2 separate regions of the Hordeum vulgare genome follow, and region 2 is linked to region 1. Evidence: chromatin contacts called from public Hi-C data. All regions are on one chromosome and are shown on one strand. Each heading gives the region's core, a stretch centred on a gene start, on an enhancer-like site or on the middle of the called end of the contact. The rest is flanking DNA. Distances are from core to core; before and after follow the strand shown. Region 1 holds the start of LOC123446700 (IRK-interacting protein-like). Region 2 holds the start of LOC123449156 (ACT domain-containing protein ACR8-like).

The links. Hi-C and Micro-C count contacts between places; a contact is called where the count stands out from the background.
Region 2: a contact with region 1 is called in a Hi-C map of leaf, with 5 times the contacts expected there. The contact joins the promoter of LOC123449156 here to the promoter of LOC123446700 in region 1. A contact is called at or near these places in 3 of 6 Hi-C or Micro-C datasets (leaf and seedling) and 1 of 1 datasets of contacts at active chromatin or transcription factors (embryo).

Annotation. Positions count from the first base shown.
Region 1 is chr4H:501,225,248-501,232,487 of MorexV3_pseudomolecules_assembly, forward strand. LOC123446700 (IRK-interacting protein-like) reads right to left here and starts at 2,212. Exons shown (of 2, transcript XM_045123257.1): 1 at 1,692-2,212; 2 at 231-1,579. The coding sequence starts at 1,733. The coding sequence ends at 317.
Region 2 is chr4H:502,144,440-502,151,765 of MorexV3_pseudomolecules_assembly, forward strand. LOC123449156 (ACT domain-containing protein ACR8-like) reads right to left here and starts at 1,645. Exons shown (of 4, transcript XM_045126262.1): 1 at 1,061-1,645; 2 at 127-940. The coding sequence starts at 1,122.

The sequences.
Region 1 (7,240 bases), core at 962-3,461:
TTACGTTCAAGGATCCGTGGCATCGTTTTCGCTGAAAGGAGCACCCGCATGGCCAGTCAAGATCGTTGGAAGGTCCAATCAACAATTATCAGATTTTGTCTCGGGCTTGCGCGGCTGCCGTCATGACGGTGTAGCTTGTGCAGCAGCGAACCAAAAGATGATCACTTCACTTCAGGCTGAACGCAGAAATGTCGTTCGAGATCAAATAAATCTGAATCACAAGAGCGGAATTAACACCCCATATTCACACATCAATTGAATGCAAACCCTGTTTTTACCACACAAGTAAAATCCGTCCTCGTGTTTTTTTTTTTGACTATACCCTGCTACTCTGACAGCTCTTCACCGCATCCGTACCGCCACCATTCATATCGGTACAGCTACTCCCCAACCCCTCGCCGCCGTTGGCGCTGCTCCCGCCAATTATGTGGCTGCCGGTGCGGCTGTTGTTGTAGAAGCACACGACCTTGCACTTCACCACGCCGGCGCCGGCGACGTATACGTGGAACCCCGGCGCCACCATCATCTTCACGCTGGCCGGCTCCAGCCGCCCGGCGCGCGAGGCCGCGGCGTCCTCCATGAACCGCGAGTCGAAGCGCGCGCCGCGGTCGACGCGCACGACGGGCAGCGGCGGGTGCACGGACCGCGCCAGGAGGCGCACCCCCCACACGCCCTTGGCCGCCAGGAAGAAGGCCTGCAGCAGCGGCTCCGGCCACGGGCGCGCGCGCGCCCACCCGAGGGACGACACCACCTCGCTCATCTTGGCGTCGCAGAAACGGCTCAGCCCGTCGCTGTAGTGCTTCGTCCCGTGGATGAGCACCTCCTCCCAGGTCAGCGCCGCCACGGCGTGGTACGCCGCGAGGTTGGCCTCGCACCGGCCCGCTGGGTCCGCGGTGTGGACGTCGCCGTCGGTGTCCAGCTCGAAGTCCGCGTGGAAGGCGCGGTTCAGGAAGCTCTCGAGGTTGGGGCCGGGGCTCGCGGGGCTGCGCAGGTGGGTGGAGAGCGCGCGCGTGAGGTTCCGCACGGTGGCGCGCGCCGTGGAGACGGCGCGGAGGAACGACTCGACGGGGAAGACGGCGGCGGCCGGCGTGGGGAGCACGCGGGCCTCGAGGCGCGCGAGCTTGAGCTCCAGCTCGGCGAGGGACTGCTTCAGCCGCGAGGTCTCCTCCACCGCGTCGTCCCGCGTCCGCGTGGCCGCGGCGAGCCGCCGCGAGAGGTCGGCCGCGGCCAGGCGCCACTGCTCGCCCTCACCCGCGTCGCCTTCCGAGGCCGACGTCGGAGACGGCGAGGAGCGCGGGGTGGAGCGTCGGGTGAGGGAGACGAACAGCGAGCGGATAACGGCCCCTGGCGACGCCGGCGCCAGGGCGCGCTGCTTGAAGCGGCAGTCGGAGCAGGACACCGCCGCGACATAGGCCGCCGAGTCGGCGGCGCCGCCTTCGCTCCTCCCCCGCCGCGGCGTCTTCTTGGCGCCACCACCACCACCATGCCCGTGGAGCGGCGTCGCGGAGTGCGCGTACTTCTGGTCCAGCTTCTCCGAGGCCGTCGTCGCGACGCCGGCGTGCCGCTTGGTCTCGGATACCTGATGATTACCGCTTAGCATTGCAGCTCTGAAGCAAGCAAGCAAGCAAGAAAGGAGCATCCACGACCCAACTCGACGAACAGAGGCATACATGCATATCGTAAGAACTCACCGCAGAAGTGGAGGTAGGGGAAGGGGACGGGGAGGACACCATGGCTGCGGATCGAACGCTAGCGTCTACGGAGAAGAATGGCCTTTTGTTCGGTTGGGATTTGCGGTGGTCGGACGCTAGCGTAGGGAGGGTGGCTTTTGCCTTGCGGTGGTGGCGGCTGGCGAGGCGACAGTGCTCAGTGCTGTGCTTGCTGTGGTGCGCCGTGTTGGTTGCTTGCGTCTGTAGCCTCTACTGTGCGTGTACGTGGGACGACGTCTTTTCTTGCAGTCTTCGCTACTTCACGGGGAAGGGAACGAGGGCTCAGCCTAGACGCAGGCAGGCAGGACGACGCGGGACATGAATGCCCGTCAGTTCGGGTCGTTGGTGCGTTTAATGCTTCCCACACCCCGTCTGGACCATCTCTCCCTCCCTGCATTGTTCCTCTCTCTCGATCTCCATTTATCGCTCTCCTCTCCTCCTCTTCTCAGATATATTTTTCTGAAGGGCCTCTTCTCTCAGATTTTGCATCTCATGAGAGGAGATACACGTGTTGTATTCACTGCGCAAATACTCGTACGTATCATGAGTTTTTGAGCGGGCACATTAAGGGCAGTCGGCACGGCAGGTTGGGTAGGGAGGACACCATAAATCCGGACGTCGACCCATCTGCTGGACCGCCCCGCACTCTCCAACATGCTGCCAATGAATCCAGAATCGTGGCGCGACCCCGAGTCCCGTGCGTGGAACTGAATGCGGTGGATTCCGTCCTCCTGAGCCTGATGACATACAGTGGAGTGGAGAGGCGCCGATCGACCCTTTCCCGCCTCTTGTCACTTGTTGCGTCACTGCAGCTGCGACGACGTCTGCCGGCTGGTGACTTTCGCGAGGTGCCTCCAGGCGAGGTGCTACTCCGCCTGCGATTTTGAAGTCAAAGAACCCCTGCTCGCTTAGGCCGGAGGACCAGCCCAGCCCATGGCCACCGAGCTCAGAGCCTCAGGCTTGAGATCCGCCATCGCTTGGATCGTACTCGCGACGAAACCAGTCTCCTCGTGCCGCTGTGCCCGCCACAGGAGTTTAAACTGATTTGATCGAACAATTGGATTGTAGTGTAGTGTAGCAGCATTAGATCTGTGGGAGAAAGATTGCGACGGGGAAGCTGTAGTTTTCGCGAATTAAACCGGCAGTGGACTTTGCAGGTGAGGTGCGTCAAGGTAACGAGACCAGCACCTCGGTTTCGACTGGTTCTTGCCGTGACGGCGTGACCTTGAACTAGACAGCACTGACCCGGTCCAAGAATCAAATGGGGTTCGCCTTAAATTTGAAGTTAACTGCACCATGAGTCCATGACGGCATGACCCTGGACGAGACAATATATCGGGTTCAGGAGTCTTTGGGGGGTATAAAAGGACGGTGGTGGATCAAAGTGGCGGGGATGCACGTTACGGCATGCTGATCAACAACCTCAACCTCCGTATGGTCGTCCACAAAAGCTCTCTCGGTCACCAATGCTCGTCCGCATCTCCCCTCCATATGCATGGCGAGGCGACAGGGACGTGGATCCTCTACAAAAAATAAGACAGAGATTGCTAGCGCTGCATACGGATGGACAGCAAATAGTACCGCGGTACCGGCCGGCTGGCACCACGCGTGCATGCATGTACGCCCACAACCACAACCGTTCGCATCACATTATGTAGAGATAGCTACGGACTACAGTACGCGCCGATCAACCCCGACCAACAACCGCGCGCCAAGGCGTGCATCGAGGAAGGACTGGCAGCATGCAGGACGACCAGCTGCAAATTCAAGCGGATCACTGGCAGGCCGGACGATCAGAATTCAAAGCAGCGACGAGATCCGGGCAAATTAGTTGGCCGTGCCTGCCTGTGCCGCCCTTCCCATTTGCCTGGAACCGGGAGAGTGGGAGGCGCATGCCACCGTTGTGCCGGGTTGAACTGACGTACTCCTACATCCCCAACCGAACCGCATGGGCCGAACGGCGAGGCGCGGTGCCATGGCTCCGCATGGCCGCGCGGCGACGTACAGCCCCGTGCGCGTCGTGCCGCACAGAGTTTGGTGTGGTCGATCGTACCAGGCGCCAACCGAACCGCCGGAGTTAATGATGTAAGTGGCGCGGCCGGACGACGAAAGGAGGCGTACGATTCGGAGTACTCGCGGAGTTGCAGTCGCTCTGGAGCGGCGCCGAACGATCGGTCCATCGACCACTGTTCGTTGATCCAGTAGCAGTTGAGTCGTGTGGGAATTCGGCACATAGTTCAGCTGTGTGATCAGGACACAGGGAATGTAGGATCACACGATCGATCGAGCAATAATATGAAATACAAACAGGCTGCATGTCCGACATGCGTATATAGAACACGAGACCATAAATAAACAGGCAGTCATCACCAACCGTCTGTCATCCCCCACAATCCTTCCATAGCCACTGCCGGTCTATACACTGTCATATAGGAGTACAAACTTCTGTCAACTAGTAGAACGTTTGTGCCTTGTTACGACCTACAACACATATATATTAATCAAAAATTGTGTCTCAAGGTCGAAACTTGCTCCTCCCTCATATGTCTCAATGTGTCGGGACATCGAACGACACCCAACAAGCTCCCAAAATTTTAACCGTATGGTGTCTGGGTTTCTCAAATTCAGCCCATATATGGAGGAGAAATATATTCGTCCGAACTATTTGCGATGTTATCTCCAACACAAGGTCCCAAAAAGAACCCACGACACACCCTTTCATTTTCCCACCGGGCCCTCCCCTTCCCACTCGGTTTTCTGTCATAGTTGGACATTTCAAATGGTTCAACATCAATCTTATCTTAAATAGTTAATTGTCCATGTGTGTTGTAATGGGGCGTACATATTCAAATGGTTCAACTGTTGAAAATATGCCCTAGAAGCAATAATGAAATGGTTATTATTATATTTCCTTGTTCATGGTAATTGCCTATTGTTCATGCTTTAATTGTATTAACCGGAAACCGTAATACATGTGTGAATACATAGACCACACCATGTCCCTAGTGAGCCTCTAGTTGACTAGCTCGTTGATCAATAGATGTTTATGGTTTTCTGACCATGGACATTGGATGTCGTTGATAACGGGATCACATCATTAGGAGAATGATGTGATGGACAAGACTCAATCCTAAGCATAGCACAAGATCGTGTAGTTCGTTTGCTAGCGCTTTTCTAATGTCTAGTATCATTTCCTTAGACCATGAGATTGTGCAACTTCCGGATACCGTAGGAATGTTTTGGGTGTATCAAACGTCACAACGTAACTAGGTGACTATAAAGGTGCACTACAGATATACCCGAAAGTATCTGTTGGGTTGGTACAAATCGAGATTGTGATTTGTCACTCTGTATGACGAAGAGGTATCTCTGGGCCCACTCGATAATACATCATCATAATGAGCTCAATGTGATAAAGGAGTTTGCCACAGGATAATGTATTACGGAACGAGTAAAGAGACTTGTCAATAACGAGATTGAACAAGGTATAGGGATACCGACGGTTGAATCTCGGGCAAGTATCATACCGATAGACAAAGGGAATTGTATACGGGATTAAGTGAATCCCCAACATCAAGGTTCATCCGATGAGATCATCATGGAACATATGGGAGCCAATATGGGTATCAAGATCCCGCTATTGGTTATTGCCCGGAGAGGTGTCTCGGTCATGTCTGCATGGTTCCTTGACCCGTAGAGTCTACACACTTAAGGTTCGGTGACGCTAGAGTTGTAATAGGAATTGTATGTGGTTACCGAAAGTTGTTCGGAGTCCCGGATGAGATCCGGGAGGTCACGAGGAGTTCCAAAATAGTCCGGAGGTGAAGATTTATATATGGGGAATCCAGCTTCGGTCACCGGAAAGATTTCTGGGTTTATCGGTATTGTACCGGGACCACCGAAAGGGTTCCGGGGGTCCACCAGGAGGGGCCACCTGTCCCGGAGGGCCACGTGGGCCGAAGGTGGGAGGGAACCAGCTCCCTCGTGGGCTTGTGCGCACCAGCCAAGGGCCCAAGGCGCCTAGGGCTGGGAACCCTAGGGCATGGGGGCAGCCTCCCACCAACTTGGGAGGCAAGCCACCCCCCTTGGCCGCCGCCGCCCCCTCCTAGGCCATCTAAGGTGGTCGGCACCCTCTCCCCTTCCCCCTATAAATAGAGGAGGGGTGAGAGGGCTGCAACACACCTGAATCTCTTCCACCTGGCGCATCCCTACCCCTCCTACACCTCCTCCTCCATAGTGCTTGGCGAAGCCATGCCGGAGAACAACAAGCTCCACCGCCACCACGCCGTCGTGAGCCCTCAACTTTTCCTTCCCCTTGATGGATCAAGAAGGAGGAGACGTCCCCGGGATGTACGTCTGTTGAACGCGGAGGCGCCGTTCGTTCGGCGCTTGGATCGGATTTTCCGTGATTTGAATCGCCACGAGTAGGACTCCATCAACCGCGTTCATTGCAACGCTTCTGCTTAGCGATCTTCAACGGTATGAAGATGCACTCTCTCTCTGTCGTTGCTAGCATCTCCTAGATTGATCTTGGTGACACGTAGGAAAATTTTGAATTATTACTACGTTACCCAACAGTGGCCTCATGAGCTAGGTCTATGCATAGATTCTATGCACGAGTAGAATACAAGTAAGTTGTGGGCAATGATTTGGTCAATTTGCTTATTGTTACTAGTCCTATCTTGATTTGGCGACATTGTGGGATGAAGCGGCCTGGACCGACTTTACACGTACGCTTACATGAGACTGGTTCCACCGCCTGACATGTACTTGTTGCATAAGGTGGCTAGCGGGTGTATGTCTCTCGCACTCTAGTCAGATCGGATTCGATGAAGAGGGTCCTTATGAAGGGTAAATAGCAATTGGCATATCACCGCTGTGGCTATAATGTAGGTGAGAAACGTTCTTGCTAGAAACCCATAGCAGCCACGTAAAACTTGCAACAACAATTAGAGGACGTCTAACTTGTTTTTGCAGGGTATGCTATGTGATGTGATATGGCCAAAAGGATGTGATGAAATATATGTGATATATGAGATTGATCATGTTCTATTAATAGGAATCACGACTTGCATGTCGATGAGTATGACAACCGGCAGGAGCCATAGGAGTTGTCTTAATTTATTATATGATCTGCGTATCAATCAAAAGCGCCATGTGATTACTTTACTTTATTGCTAACCGTTAGCCATAGTAGTAGAAGTAATAGTTGGCGACACAACTTAATGAAGACACGATCATGGAGATCATGGTGTCGTGCCTGTGACAATGGTGATCATGCCGCACCCCGAAGATGGAGATCAAAGGCGCAAGATGATATTGGCCATATCATGTCACTTTATGATTTGCATGTGATGTTTATCATGTTTTAAATCTTATTTGCTTAGAACGACGGTAGTAGATAGGATGATCCATCACTAAAATTTCAAGAAATGTGTTCCCCCTAAGTTTGCACCGTTGCGAAGGATTGTTGTTTCGGAGCACCACGTGATGATCGGGTGTGATAGATTCTAACGTCACATACAATGGGT
Region 2 (7,326 bases), core at 395-2,894, 920 kb after region 1:
GCCCGGGCCAAGAACTACTATCAAGAGGGGAATTTAAAGCTCCCCGAAATACGGGGCACACAACCTGCTCCAAGGAGAAGAAGAATCCTGTAGACCGATTGAACAAGAAGCTGGTAGAAGCCTCACCTGCTGCGCGTGATCGCCGTCGGTGTCGAAGGTGCCGTGGTACACCACGTAGTCCAGGTCCGTCAAGGTGCAGACCACGTCGAACAGCAGCTTCGGCCGGTCGCGGCAGCTCACGGTCACCACCGAGTACCCCCTTTCCCCCCACTCCTGCACCGCCACTGCCGTGGCCGCCGTCGTCGGGCCCTCCGAGGGGGCGCGGCGGTCGGCCTCCCTGTCCTCGCTTAGCAGCTGGTGGAGCCTCCGGTCCAGGTTGCCGACCGCCGCGGCGTCGAGCAGTACCGTCCTCGCGCCGCGCGCGCCGCCGCGGAGGACGTGCCTGAGCCGGGACTCGATGCGCCTGATCCGGGCCGCGTCGTGGATGGGCGCGCCGGTGTCCTCGTCGCGGACGAACACCAGGGCGGCCACGCGGCCGCCGTGCGTCCAGGCCTTGGCGTCCACGGTGCTGCAGCGCAGGTCGTGCAGCACGGCGAACACCTCCGAGAGCAGCCCCGGGCGGTCGACGCCGATGAGCTCCAGCAGGCAGAGCGCCTCCTTGGCGGGCGGCAATGCGTCGGTCGCGGCCGCCGCGGCGGCGAGCGAGGAGTCGAGGCGGACGAGCAGCTTGTCGGCGTCGGCGACCTTGCGTCCCGCGGCGTCGGTGACGTGGAACACGTCCATGAACCACCGGCCGTCGTCGGACGAGATGTAGCCCTTGCGGACGCAGACGCCGTGCTCCGACAGCGCGGCCACCGCCTCCAGCAGCACGCCGTGCTTCCGCGCGCTGTGCACCTGCACCAGCGTCGCCGTCTCGCACACCCCGTTGTCGACCACCACGCTGCACCGCCGCGCAAGCACCCAAACGCTCAGCAAAGCCGCTCGAGATCGACGCAAGAAAGAAAACCAAAGAAGCGCGTCGCCAAATTGGAACCCCCCCACCCGCGCCCAATCTACTCACCTCGGGGTGTTCATGTGGCGGACGAAGAGCTCGTACACCTCGGAGGGATGGCAGCGCTCCATGGCCGGAGCCCGATGGGTCGCCGCTTCAGTTTCCTTCCTTCCGCGGCGGTTTCTTGCCCTCCTCCCTCCTGGCCGCTTTCCTTTTTTCCCCACCCAACCAAAGGGGAGGGGAGGGGAGGGGAGGAGGAGGAAGGAAGGTTTGGGTTGGGTGGGCGGAGCGGTTCAAAAATCGGGCGTGGAGACGGTGGGTTTTGGGCGCCGGTGTGCGTATCGCGGCGCGGGCAGCCGGTTTTGTGTGGGGATGGCCGGTGTTGTCTCGGTCAGCGTCGGCTAAAACGGGCGGAGAAAAGAAAATCAAGCCCCCCACCCCCAACCAAATCCTCGCGATTCCAGGCGTGGATTTGGGTTTTTGGCTCCCGGAGTCAAACCGCGGTCGCTGCCCAGGACGGACCGGGCAAATGGACTTGGACTGGCGACTGGGCTGGTCTGGTGTGTGTGTGCGCGTTGCGTTCACCGAGAAACGCTCAGGGCTGCTGCGGATGGAAACGGCGGGAGGCTGCGGCGTGTGGGGAGTTTTTGTAGGAGATCCCGGCGAGGGGAACCACCGACCGAGGGACTGACTGACAGGGGCGTGGGTGAGTGAGTGGCCCGTGCGTGGCTGCCACCGGTCACCACGTACGCACGCACGCACGTCGTGCCTTTTCAGATTCTTTCTTGCGTCTGGGTGCAACTTTGCTTTGCTCTGCTCTAGACTAGAGACTACTCTGCTCGACTCCAGTGCTGTATTAGTCTAATCGTGACAGAGGATTATGGAGAGTTGCTCTTACGTGCTTGACTGTTTTTTTTCATACGTCGGTTTCGAAGAATAGACTGAAAACATTTAACGCCTGACTGAACGTTCGGCGAAATGCTGACTCGTATGCACTCCGTTGATGCATTCCAGCAGCCATGTATGTATTGTAGAGTAACTTGGAAAGCATGGCAAGCTACAACGCACGCACGGGAGGGAAGGGTTTAGAGAAACAGGGGAAAGGGAGAGCCGCGGCGGCACCGACCCCGGTCAACAACCGCGTCCAGAAAGGACGACACACACGCGGAGCTCCTTCACACCAATCCCATGCCACCGCTCGCGGCCACACCTGCCGCGACTGGCCCCGCCTCCACCCAACGGTGGCCGCGTCACGCACCCGTCTGTTCGTACGTGTCGCCCATGGCCCAGTGCCACCGCCTCTCCCTTCTTTCTTGCCATCCAAGCTAACCATCACCTGGAACCCGCTCGACCTTTTTCTTCTTCCTTCTCTATAAGCCGTCGCGGCCAAAAAGATTCACCCGGTGAATAAAAATGTTTCTTAAAAAAAAAAACGGTGACTGAAAATCCTGCTTCCGTACTCGACACCTGTAATTTAGCGTAGCCTTTTTCTTTAATACAACATAGACGTAAACACTCATATATATATATATAACGTGTTTGATAGCCTGCATAGAGAATGTATGAGCCCAAAAATTCTCTTTTCGACTCACTTTTCGCTGTTTGGTACGGTGTATGGGTTGAGAAGAGCATACATCAACTGATGCAAAAAAGAGGCATTTGCATAGCTGAGCCCAATACCCCCGCGGAGATGAGCTGAGCAGAGCTATGCTGAGCCCGTGCACCCTCGCCCAGCCTCACCCTCGCCCCGTCGCTCCCCGACCACCTCGCCCTCGCCCTCCCGCGCCCCTCCCGAGCCGCGGCGGCCTCGCCCAAGCCCCGCCGCACCACGCCCGAGCTCTGTCGCGACTCACCCGAGCCCTTCCGCGCCCCTCCCGAGCTCCGGCGGCCTAGCCCGAGCCCCTCCGCGCCCCTCCCGAGCCCCGGCGGCCTTGACCAAGCCCCGCCGCGCCTCGCCCGCGCCCCGCCGCACCCCGTCCGAGCCCCGGCGGCCTCGCCCTCTCTCCTCCTCCTCCTCGATCTTCACCGCGTGGCGGCGACTGGATCTGGATCGGATCACTAGGCGGCGTGGGGCTGCGGATCCGACGAGGTCGCGGTGGTGGAGGAGCAGGGTCTATCCCGCCGCAGTGGCTACCAAATACAGTCTAAACTCAACATGTTTCAACAGATACATTACTACCAAACAACCACACATGCATGCATACAACATGTCTCAACTTAGCATGTCTCAAAGGTGAACAACTATGCTGGAATGGGAATAGCTACCAAACACACCCATAAACGCACACACGCATATCCTACTCTTCGAAAAACAGAGCCGTCATATTATTTTGAAATTTATAAAGCCATCATAGGTGCCTCGTCGTCGACGGGACCGTCTCCTTTCACTGAAAATCTATTATCCAATTTTTAAAATAAATTCAGGAATAATGCAATCACCAGGACTTAAACCCTCATGGAATAGAAATACCATTGCCCCTCTAATTATCCAACCATAAGGGAAACTCCAACGGACTGACCCAAACGAAAAGTGATTTCGTCCGCTTTTTGTCCATTTGGGTCGGCCAGACGGACACGAACATCCGCATTCGCAAATGGGTCGACTCATGCGCCCAATGCTAGTCGGACCTATTTTTGCTGGCGAGAAAAAAACATAAAGCATACTTAAACATTTAAAGCCGATCACAAAGGCCGGCGATAGTCCACGCGTCGCGTCCGCATTACATTAAATTAAAATATAAAAAAACCTTAAACTGCGTCCATGCAGCCCTAGGCGTCGCGTCGTCGTCGTCGGTGCCTGTGAGGTCGACCAGCGTTGGTGCAGGGCCGGCCCAGGGGAACGCCGAGTTCCAAAGCGCAGCTGCCTGCGCCTCCGTCGTGTGCCCTGCGAGCTGTGGTGGTGGCGGTGGCAGCGCATCAGCACGAGCACGCTCCTCCTCCTCCGCCTCCCGTCGCTCCTCCTTCTCCAGCTCCATGAGCAGCAGGCCTTCGGCGCGCTCCGCCTGCAGGTGCACCAACCTCCAGTGCTCAAGGTAGGCCTGCTCCTACTGTCGTGTTCCGCCCAGCCAGATGGGCGGCGCGTTGACGAACTCCTGAACGACGTCGGTCCACTGGTAGACCTGCCGTGGCAGCGCGGGCTTGGGCTCGGGCTCCGGCGAAGGTGGAGGTGGCACGACGCAGTCGCCGGCGGCCGACAGTGCCATGGCCTCCGCGAGCTGCTGCTGGTACGCCGCCTCCTCTTCGGCCATGCGCCGAGTTTCTTCCTCGCTGTCGCGGAGGACACCAGCGAGCGCCGCCTGGTAGGCAGCCTCAGCCTCCTGGTCCTCGTCGCTGACGACAGGCGGGGGCGAGAGGTCCTCCTGGCTGCACTTGGCGCACGCCACAGCGGCGCTGCTCCTCGTGCTCCACCGCGAACCACACCTCCCAGTTAGGGGAGTCGACCGCGTATGTGGGGTCTCGCCGCTGCTCCGCCGTCAGCAGACGCAGTTGCTTGGTTACCTCCTCCAGATGCACCCGCGTCGACCGCGGCACGGCCGGCACTGGAATCCTCATCGGATCCAGGTGCCAGCCGTGCGGCAGCGTGACGTCGGGGTAAAGGAGTGCGACGCGGTGCTCCCAGTGCCACCGTGCTTGGTGCACCGGGACGCTCACGCGCTGGCAAGGCCGGGAAGACGACGGCGGGAGGTGGTGCGGGGCAAGAGCGGGGCCTTGCCCTTGTTTGGGAAGCCGCCGACCATGGTGGGCTAGGATTTCGGTCGCTTTGGTCGCCGAGGAGGTGGCCAGATGGGGGCGGGGGCGTGTTCTCGAAGCAGATGGCGGAACCCACCGCACGCTCGGATTAAAAAACGTCGGGCGTGGTCGTCGACACGTGGACCCGAGGATGGCGACCGTTATAAATTATGTTGACCGCGGTGGTTGGGGACGGACACAGAGGGGGCGCGCGCGTCCGCGCCGACGCATTTCAGTCCCAAATTTGTGCCGGAAATGGATCGGCACGGACGCGAGACGGACGCGTTTTGACAATGGATCGACGCGTTGGACCATCATTTTTGTGTGTGTCGATCCAAACGAACGACGACGGACGAAATCAATCGCTACATTAAAGTTGCTCTAAGTTGGTTCGCATTTTAACCTGACCTCGGTCACTTACAACTCAAAAAACAGAAGCAGGCCATAATACATTTTCTTTTTGAAAAAAAAAAAGAAGAATGCCAGATTGATTAGTCGAGTGACTATACGATGATCTTCAGGTTCTCCATGCCCTTGATTGTGGGTTTCTTAGCTGTGACGGGCATCGCCACATTGATTACAAAGTGGTTACGGGAGGTCTGGAAGACTTTCTTGTCGTGAAAGAATGCATTGTCCTTTCCACACATGCTAATTTCCTCCTTTTCAAGGATGAGTTGTTGGCAGCAGTGCAGGAGGTTATGAAACTTTCAACCAAGTAGGTGCGAAACACCTTTTCGTGCGGTGCTATGAACACCCATTTTTGATTGGTGTTTGGTGATGCCATAATAGATCTGGGATGCGTCTACATTTTAGCCATGCATGTAAATATCTTTGGTCATGTGAACACGCTTCCCATGTTGGCTCCAAGACTTCGTTGCTGGCGTGAGAAGTTGCCGATATGAGCTCCCGCGCGTGCAAGTGCCGCCCTTGGCTGGTTAATTCCCCAAAGTGGACGCAGCAGCGGTGGTTCATGATGATAAAGATCGTCCACGGCGGAACGGAAAGTATTCCATCTGGAGTAGTTCCGCACCTAGCGTTGTTATTCATTGGACCGATGTCATGGATAAGAAATGATCAATGTGCCCGCTGGACTAAGCATACGCGCATGAGCCCCACATGAATACTAGTCCATCGTGACCCAACTTCGATTTCACACTCTTTGTCGATTGGGGTTTACTCGGGTTCATATCGAAATTGCTCTGCCTACGATTCTTTTGCGTCCAACGCCCCTACGATCAGAGAGGCACAGAGCAAATCATCTCCAAATTCTATGGCCCACAAACTTAATCATCTATATTTATCTTTAATAAAAAAATGTATTCTTAATCCGTCATGTTATTTTATAGAAAATCTGTTAATGTTTCTAACATTAAACACGGAGTACATATCAAATATATTTTTAAATACCCATATCTTCTGAACCGTAACTCTAAATTTAACATTTTATATATGGAATTTGATTAGAAAAATATGTACAATCTGCATATAATGTTATTTTACTCGAGTATATATCATTTTTTTTGCAAATTAAGAACATATGGTATTCTTTTCTCCCGTTGCAACGCAAGGGTTCTTTCGCTAGTTATCTCTAATCGTACTAGTGTTGGACGAAAATTCATCGTATGTATAGCAAGGCTCGGTACATGCGGCATGCAAGCATGAAGAGAACGGGGACAACCTCTTTTTTCTTTAAAATAAAAATGCGAGAGGTTATAGCATCTAAAGTTAGTCGTCCCAAACCCGTCTCATGTGCCCGATCAGTGTTCGTTCATGAAAATATGATCCAAACGTGCTTCTCAAACGTTCGGACTGATTAACATCCCACATATTTAGTCTCACAAGTTTAAAATAAATACTATCAAGTGAAAGAATCTTGTAAAGGAAAATTTGAGAAGTTTAATTTCGGTGACGTTGATGCGCATGTATCATTAGCTGGATCTGGTGACCAAGTTCTCTTCAAACGCTAGTAGAAAAAGGCTCATTTGTTCCGGTTTCAGAAGCCCATTAGCCTCGGTTCTTGAACCGGGACTAAAGGGTCAGGACTAAAGGCCCAAACCTTTAGTCCCAGTTGACTTATGAACCGGGCCTAAAGGAGCTCCATGTGGCCGCTGCGGGGAGCCGAGGTAGGAGGAACTTTAGTCCCGGTTGGTCACACCAACCGGGACCAAATGGCATCCACGCATCAGCATCTGGCCGGAGCTGCTTTTTTTTTTGAACTGGGGGGGGGGGGGTTGTAGGGTTTTCGAGGGTTAATTTAGTGGTTTCATGTTGTGTTAGCTAGCTAATAGAGAGAAGTGTCCTTTCGTATATCTATCCGACGCTATTACATATATACAATATAACATATTTTACAATTAATCCAAAACATCATCTAATTAAGATCCAATGACAAATCCACATGGCATTATCCATCTTTAGATATGACGTGGTCAAGAAAGAATCCCGTCAATTCCTCTTGAATTGCTCGTATGCGATCATACGGTAGGAGTTCATCACGCATCCGCGAGATCTAATTTAAAGAAGGGGGTCAATACATGCATATATATGAATAAAACTCAACACAATTGTGAATATTATTTACGTACTTGCAATTGTTTCTCGAAGAA